Linked DNA regions of Mus musculus: region 2 is linked to region 1. The links are chromatin contacts, called in public HiChIP or PLAC-seq maps. All regions are on one chromosome and are shown on one strand. The core of a region is the stretch at or near the end of the contact, and the rest is flanking DNA. Distances in the headings are between cores, read along the strand shown. Region 1 holds the start of Dock10 (dedicator of cytokinesis 10). Region 2 has its middle 39 kb from the start of Gm38673.

Region 1 (3,861 bases), core at 583-3,082:
CTTTTGTTACTACTTCATATCTGGAATTTTGCTACTTTTATGAATTGTCAGGTAACTGTGTTTCCCAAAGGTCTCAGGCAACCCCTGTGGAAGGGGGGTCCTTTGAACCCCAAAGGGTCAAGACTCAGAGGTTGAGAACCACTGCTTTACAAGGTAAAATTACTGTCTTATGTGTGTCTGATTCTGTAATAGCTCCACCCGCTTTTCAGAATGGCCCGTTTTTGACAGTTTGTCTGTTCTTCCTTAAAAATATGCATACAGATATCAAAACCACAGGCTGGCACTGTCAAGGGATTAGGTAACAGTTGAATTGTCTCTGGCAGCTGCATATTGCAGCCAGTGGTGAGGGAAAGGGAAGGAAAGGGCAGCCTGGCTACCAGTTCTTTTCACACTCCAGGCTTCCCCATCCCCCACCCCCACCCCCCACCCTCTGTGCATTTGCTGCTCTGGTCCCTCTGCCAGGCAATTTGCTTCCGCTCTGTTCAGCTTCCCGACCTCTGGCTTTAAGAGAGGCTTCTGGCTGTGGGAACTGGCTCTGACCAGATCTGGCTCCCTCCTCTTCGGTGACTGGCAAAGGCAACACTTTGACACTCTTAAATAGGGTTGTTTAATTCCTAATGGTATTTACTGGCAAAAAAAAGGAAAATGAAACCCACAACGAGGATTCTGGTCCAACAAAGTCAGGCCAAGAGCTCCGTGGCTGAGCCCCACTCTTGCTGGAAGGCTACTCCCTACGGGCTACCCATTTCTACCACAGTTGATGTGCGCTCCCTGCTTGCTGCTTTCATCCCTTAGTGTGACACCTACTGGAATTTATGAATATCTCGTGATGCACGGGTATGATTTGGGCACCTGATGCTGGCTTTTGCCTCAGGGACTTCCCGCGGAAATCACCCAATACTTAGAAGGCATTTCGACAAGGAAGTAACCAGGGGAAACCTTCTGGAAGGAGATTCCCGTGAAATCGCTTCAAAACACACCAGAAGCCACTGGCTACTTAATAACCCACGTCCCCTTCATCCCAGTTTCCCCCAGCTCTTTCTGCAACAGTATAAAGTGGCTGGTTGGGTTCCAGCCTGTGGGGGGAGGGAGATCTGTGCAAATTGCAGATTTTCCTCACTAGATAGAAGGTGGGGGTTTCAGCTTTGGTCTGGCTGAAGAGCTAGCTCACTACATCTTTTCTAGGTTCCACGGGGAGGAGAGGGGCGCGCAGACTTGTGGATCTACAGGTTCCATCCATTTAGCTCCCCCCACCCCTTTATCCCGCCCCCACCCGCCGCCCCAGGTCCCTGTCACCCTGTCACCTTGAGCCAGACTGGATGCATTCCCGCCTCCTCCACCCCCCTTAAAACGTAGGCACACGCTCTCCCACGCAGCTGCTCATCTAAGCGTCCCGCGTTCCTAAAGTCCCCCAATGCGCCTCTGGTCCTTAATTCTTTGGTGACACTGCTTGGAGGAGGTGACTCCGGGGTCGCTCTGTGGGGGAGCGAATTCGGGGTGGAGGACAAGCTAGCTCCCGTGCAGGGGCTCACAGGGCTGGCGACAAGGCCTGTCTGGGGTCCCTGGGCAAGCCCCGCCGTGGCGCGAGGGACGCAGGGCACTCACCCGCTGCTGCTGACGGCTGCTGACGGCCACCGCGGCGGCAGACGCGGCGCTGTGCCGGAGCTCGGCCGCCTGTCCCGGTCTCAGCAGGCTCCGGGTGAACCTGCGGGTCCGCTCCCCGGCCATCGCGGGCCGTGCCGCTCGCGCCTCGGCCCCGGAGCGAGTGTGTCCCGCCGGTCCCCTGGCCGCGCCAGCCTGTTCTACCCACCCGCCGTTCAGGAAGCGGAACTCAGAGCCTTTCCCCCCCTCTTCCCCGCTCAACTCACAAGAGGCGGGTTTTTCTCGCGCGCACCCCCACTCTGCCCACCCCCTTCGCTCCCGCTCAAGCTCCGCGGCGACTTTGCAAACTCTGCGCCTCTCGGGCGGCGCGGCCAACTCTGCCTGGCTAGGGCGCATCTGCAGCGGGACGCGCGTGGGGGTGGCTCCACCCGCGCCGCCCACCCGCGACTCGGTACTGATGCCGGGCTGCCTCTGCTGGGACCTGCTTACCGCCCTATTCTCAATCCGATGCTCATAGAGGGTTGGGGATTTGGCGTTTTTTTGAGGATCAGACCTACATTCTGAGGTTAGGAAGTGGAGAAGGGTTGATCTTAGGTATCCTGTGCACCCTTGGAGGTGGGTCAGAGGTTTTATTAAGTAAGGATCCCTCTGGTGGCTGGGCCCCTTACTTTGAAGTCTCTAGGGGACCCAGATTCCTTACTTGGTCTTGGGATAGTCGGTGTGAATTCACACCTTCCGCCAATTTTTCCTCAACTGCGTCCCTACTCTATACCAGCTACACTGCTCTTGTAAATAAGACCATATAGGATGGTTTACCAAATGCCTCCTTAACTTTGCATACTAATTTGAATTAAAATCTAGTGTCTATCTGGGTAATGTAAGGGATTTCAGGGTGGAAATTAGGATGAATAAGAACTGCTGTTGGGTTACAGGGTAGGGTGAGTAGGACAGGGTGGGTGGTTCTTAGTCTATTTTTCTGCTTTCTTATCAAATCCCCCCCCACCCTTGCCTCGAGCTATCTGATTAAAGTATTCTAAAATTCTTATCTGGAGTCACATGCAGGGTGGTTCTCTGCCCAGTGTGGGTGGGTGAAAGACCAAGGCTCCTGGGAGAGCTGTGTGGACATTCTGGATTTCTTAAGGGCCTTTTTGTGGATCTGTGGCCTCTGGATTTTCTAAAGTTAAAAACATTTTTTTTAGCTTGTGGTGTGCCTGGTGTTTCTCACATAGTAGGCTAACAGGCTCTCTTTGAGGAAAATCTGGGTTACACACAGTGTGACTCTGTCTTAACTTTTTGACAAACTGTAACCATTTCCCCCCCTGTTTTAGAATACTGTCTGGTGTATAGTATAACTGAATAACTCATGATTATGCACGACTCTCAAAGGCTCAGGAAGTCTGAGGCAGTCAAAGACTTGAGTGCTGAGGCAGGAGGATGGCAAGAAAAGAAAAATGGTCTAGAAGCAAAGACTGTAGTAACAGAACATGAGTCATAGTGTGTCTTGGGTACAACAGTTCAGGTTTGAATTTATTTTGCTGTGTTGAAATACTCTGGCTAAAATCAACTTGAGGAAGAGAGGATGCATTGTGCTTAGATCTGGGTGCTTTCAGTTCCGTTCATCTTATCTTACTCAGTCAAGGTCCTGATGCTCAGGGGTAGTGATGCCCACAGTGGGCTGAGCCTTCCTATATCAATCATCAATCAAGACAATCTCTCACAGATATGGCCACAGGCCAACTTGATAGTGGCGGTTCTCCAACCGAGGGTCATTCCTCCTTCCCAGGAGACTCTCGGTTGTGTCAAGTTGAACATGAGCAGAGCAATACACTGAATAGCACATGCAACCATGTCTTCAACTGCATCATGTATCAGGAAATCACTTTTAGTTTTATTCTTGACACCAGTTTTACCCTCTCCAGCTCTGGGAGGTCACTACCATCCGCTGGTATGGAAGGATTTGTGAACGAGTGTGTGTGTGTTTCCTCTATCCATGTCCCAATAATGTTGTGAATCAACTGAGAAGGAGGACGTAGAACTTGTATTAGAGTGCATCTTGGGTACAGCAACAGTTGAGGTTTGAACTTATTTTGCTGTGTTGAAACACTCTGGCCAAAATCAACCTGAAGGGGAAAGGACTTACTTGGCTTACACTTCTAGGTCACAGTCACCCATGGAATTGCAGATACCTGGGAGTAGAAGTCAGGATCCTGCTTACCACCGTCTGTCTCCTCTTCCTAGCAAATTTCCAGTCATGTTTTA
Region 2 (3,861 bases), core at 904-3,403, 370 kb before region 1:
GGTTTGTTGAAAGAAGGTTACTTTCTTGCTTTTTCTAGGGTCTAATTTCCCTCCTTGTGTTGGTGTTTTCCATCTATTATCCTTTGTAGGACTGGATTTATGGAAAGATATTGTGTAAATTTGGTTTTGTTATGTAATATCTTGGTTTCTCCCTCTATGGTAATTGAGAGTTTTGATGTCTATAGTAGTCTGGGCTGGCATTTGGGTTCTCTTAGGGTCTGTATAACATCTGCCCAGGATCTTCTGTCTTTCATAGTCTCAGCTGGGCGTGGTGGCTCACGCCTTTAATCCCAGCACTTGGGAGGCAGAGGCAGGCAGATTTCTGAGTTCAAGGCCAGCCTGGTCTACAGAGTGAGTTCCAGGACAGCCAGGACTATACAGAGAAACCCTGTCTCAAAAAAACAAACAAAAAAAAAAACCCAAAACAAACAAGCAAACAAACAAAAAACAAAAAAACCAAACAAACTGTATTAGTCAGGGTTCTCTAGAGTCACAGAACTTATGGATAGTCTCTAGATAGTAAAGGAATTTATTGATGACTTACAGTCGGCAGCCCAATTCCCAACAATTGTTCAGTCACAGCTGTGAATGGAAGTCCAAGGATCTAGCAGTTACTCAGTCTCACACAGCAAGCAGGCAAAGGAGCAAGAGTTAGACTCCCTTCTTCCAATGTCCTTATATTGTCTCCAGCAGAAGGTGTAGCCCAGATTAAAGGTGTGTTCCACCACACCTTTAATCCCAGATGAAAGGAGTAGCCCAGATTAAAGGTGTGTTTCTTAAACTCGGAGATTCAATCTACTGGAATCCATAGCCACTAAGGCTCAAGATCTCCAAACCAAGATCCAGATAAGGATCTCCAAGCCTCCAGATAAGGGTCACTGGTGAGCCTTCCAATTCTGGATTGTAGTTCATTCCAAATATAGTCAAGTTGACAACCAGGAATAGCCACTACACAAACCAAAAACCAAGCAAAAAAGCAAAAACAAAAGAGAAATCTGAGTAATTCTGATAGGTCTGCTTTTATATTTTACTTGACCTTTTTCCCTTACTACTTTTAATATTTTTCTTTGTTTAGTGAACTTGGTGTTTTGATTATTATGTGACTGGAGAAATTTCTTTTCTGGTCCAGTCTATTTGTAGTTCTGTAGGCTTGTATGTTCATGGGCATCTCTTTCTTTACGTTAGGGAAGTTTCCTTCTATAATTTTTTTTTGTTGTTGTTTTTGTTTTTGTTTTTTGAGACAGGGTTTCTCTGTGTAGCCCTGGCTGTCCTGGAACTCACTCTGTAGACCAGGCTGGCCTTGAACTCAGAAATCTGCCTGCCTCTGCCTCCCAAGTGCTGGGTTTAAAGGCATGTGCCACCACCCCGGCTTCTTTTTTGTTTCTATTTCCATTTTTAGATCCTGGATGATTTTGTTCCTTTCCTTTGCCTGTTTGATTGTGTTCTCCTGAAATTCTTTAAGGGATTTTTGTGTTTCCTCTTTAAGGGCTTCTACCTGTTTATGTGTGTTCTCCTGTATTCTTTAAGGGAGTAATTTATGTCCTTCTTAAAATCTTCTATCACCATCATGAGAAGTGATTTTAGATCCGAATCTTGCTTTTCTGGTATGAAGGTATATCCAGGACTTGCTATGGTGGGAGAATTGGGTTCTGATGATGCCAAGTAACCTTGGTTTCTGTTGCTTATGTTTTTACGCTTGCCTCCCACTATCTGGTTATCTCTCATGCTACCTGCCTGTGCTATATCTGACTGGAGCCTGTCCTTCCTGTGGTCCTGGTTGAGTCAGAACTCCTCAGAGTCAAGCTGTCACTGTGATCCTGTAGTCCTGGGTGTGTTAGAGCGCCTGGGAGTGGAGCTTCCTCTGGGTGTTGTGGGACTGGCTTTAGAGTTTGCACCCAAAGTCTGCTTAAGGCATCAGCCCAGACAGGAAGGCCTGGTCAGGCAGAGTTCCTGGGTGCCCCGGTCCTGCTGGTCCCAGTTACTTCCGGTGTTGGGGCAGATGTTGTATCCTCCTCACTTCTGATCCTATCACTGTTTCTATTTAATACGCAGGAAATAGAGGTTCTTAGAACAAATTGTCTAAAACGTGCTGGAATCAGCACTTCAATCTAGTTCTATTTTTAACCATGGTTTAAAGAATGTCAGAAGAGGGGTGGGGAAGTTGGTTCAGTGAGTAACGCGCTTGCTGAGCAAGCAAGCATGAGGATCTTAGTTCAGATCCCTTGCATGTATAAAAAAATCTGACATGGATGGAAAAGTCTGCAACGTGTGTGCTTGTGTGTAGTAGAAACAGGGACTTGTAGGCCACAGAGTTTAAGCAATGTGATGAGCCCCAGGTACAGTGAGAGACACTCTCAAAGGTAGGTTGGGCAACAATAGAACACCTGATGTCAATCTTAGTCAGGTCTCTGCCTGTGAATACTTGTGCAGATGCTCTCAAAAACATATGTGTACACGGGCCTGTTTGTCCACACACTCCAGAATGTCAAAAGAAGCAGAGATGTCCCCAGGGATGGCTGACATTTGTTTCATATTTTTAGGTTTTAGATGTCAGTGTTTTTACTCATGCTTGTCAGAAAAACAATGCCGAGCCCAATTCACAGCATCGGGAGGAAAATGTTGCCATAACAAGCGGTCAAAATTTCCTAAAACAGAGTTGAAAAAGAATTCTACTGGACTGTTGCATAGGAACAGGGATTCATGCCTCTCTTGGTTGGTGATTTTACTTTCAAGGAAAATGCAAGGACAGATTGTAGCTGTTCACGGTTTCAAAGCTTCACAGAAAGAAATGGCTTCAGATTATATTGTCTCCTAATTAGCATGCATCTTGGAGACACGTCTAGGGCTAGATTTAAGTCTTCACATGGTCTATTAATATTTCAGTTTTGGCATGAGACACATGAAATAGTATTATTCACGCCATCTTTGCCAAAAGCATTCTGAGTCAAATCTAGACTAAATACAGACTCTCTCTCTATCATTTGAATCATCATATTTCAACATTTGGTAGATTTTAGAAATGATTTAATTCAAATCCTTTCACCATGCACGAATTCCGGATCATGAACATTCCCTTGTCACTTGTTCTCTGAAGCCAAAAGTGTTGTCATTTATAACAAAGGACAGAAGCTCAGAAGCAAATGAAGAAGTTGTGTTTCACTTTCCCCTATGAGAAATGGCTTCCCGACATGTCCTCTGTCCTGCCCTATGCCTTCTATCTTACAGAGCCATTTCTTCCCATCTCATGTGTGTCACGACTCCGTTTCTCACACTGTATGGAGACATTGACTTTCATTATCATATAACTATTGAGATTCATGTAATTTTGTTTGTCTCTAGCATTCAGTAAACTTCTTAGTAGAGTTGATTTTAATCACTTGTGTGTGTGTGTCTCTGTGTGTACTATTGTATGTGTGCATATGTAAATGTAGATGCATTTGCATGTGTGTAGGGTGTGGGCCACAGGTTAATGTGGAATATCTCTATCTTCCACTCCCCACCTTACTTTGTGAAAGAGGGTCTCTCACTGATTCTGCTGCTCACTAATCCAGCAGGACTAGCTGCCCAGTGAGCTCCATGGATCTTCCTGTCTCTTCCTACCCAGGACTACAGTCATAGACATGTACACTTGCCTTTTAATGTGGATGTTAGGGATCCGAACTCTGGTCCTCCTGCTTATATACGAACTTCTTCACTGGTGGAGCATCTCTCTAACTCCTGGATTGATGACTAATAAAATAAGGACATTAAACTCTGAATTAGCTGATTATGAAATCAAAGGTACCATTAGTATAAACTGTTAAGTGCTGATCTCATCATAGCTAAAAGAACTATGAGATTTGTCCAATGTCCTGTGCACAA

The links. HiChIP or PLAC-seq counts read pairs in DNA pulled down with a chosen protein or histone mark.
Region 2: a contact with region 1 is called in an H3K4me3 HiChIP or PLAC-seq map of pro-B cells, with 2.3 times the contacts expected there. The contact joins the enhancer-like site here to the promoter of Dock10 in region 1. A contact is called at or near these places in 1 of 39 promoter capture datasets (the C10 cell line), 1 of 484 Hi-C or Micro-C datasets (pro-B cells), 3 of 115 datasets of contacts at active chromatin or transcription factors (neural tube, pro-B cells and thymic regulatory T cells) and 2 of 9 other capture datasets (adipose tissue and liver).

The regions. Positions count from the first base shown.
Region 1 is chr1:80,756,721-80,760,581 of GRCm38.p6, forward strand. It overlaps Dock10 (dedicator of cytokinesis 10), which reads right to left and starts at 1,833. Exons shown (of 56, transcript NM_175291.4): 1 at 1,606-1,833. The coding sequence starts at 1,728.
Region 2 is chr1:80,387,723-80,391,583 of GRCm38.p6, forward strand. No RefSeq gene overlaps it. Among named protein-coding and RNA genes, the nearest start is that of Gm38673, 39 kb to the right of the region's middle. Within about 2 kb of position 2,154, at least 56 of the 459 cell types and tissues checked have an H3K27ac peak or open chromatin away from gene starts, as enhancers often do. A contact at or near this core is called in pro-B cells, where this site is marked.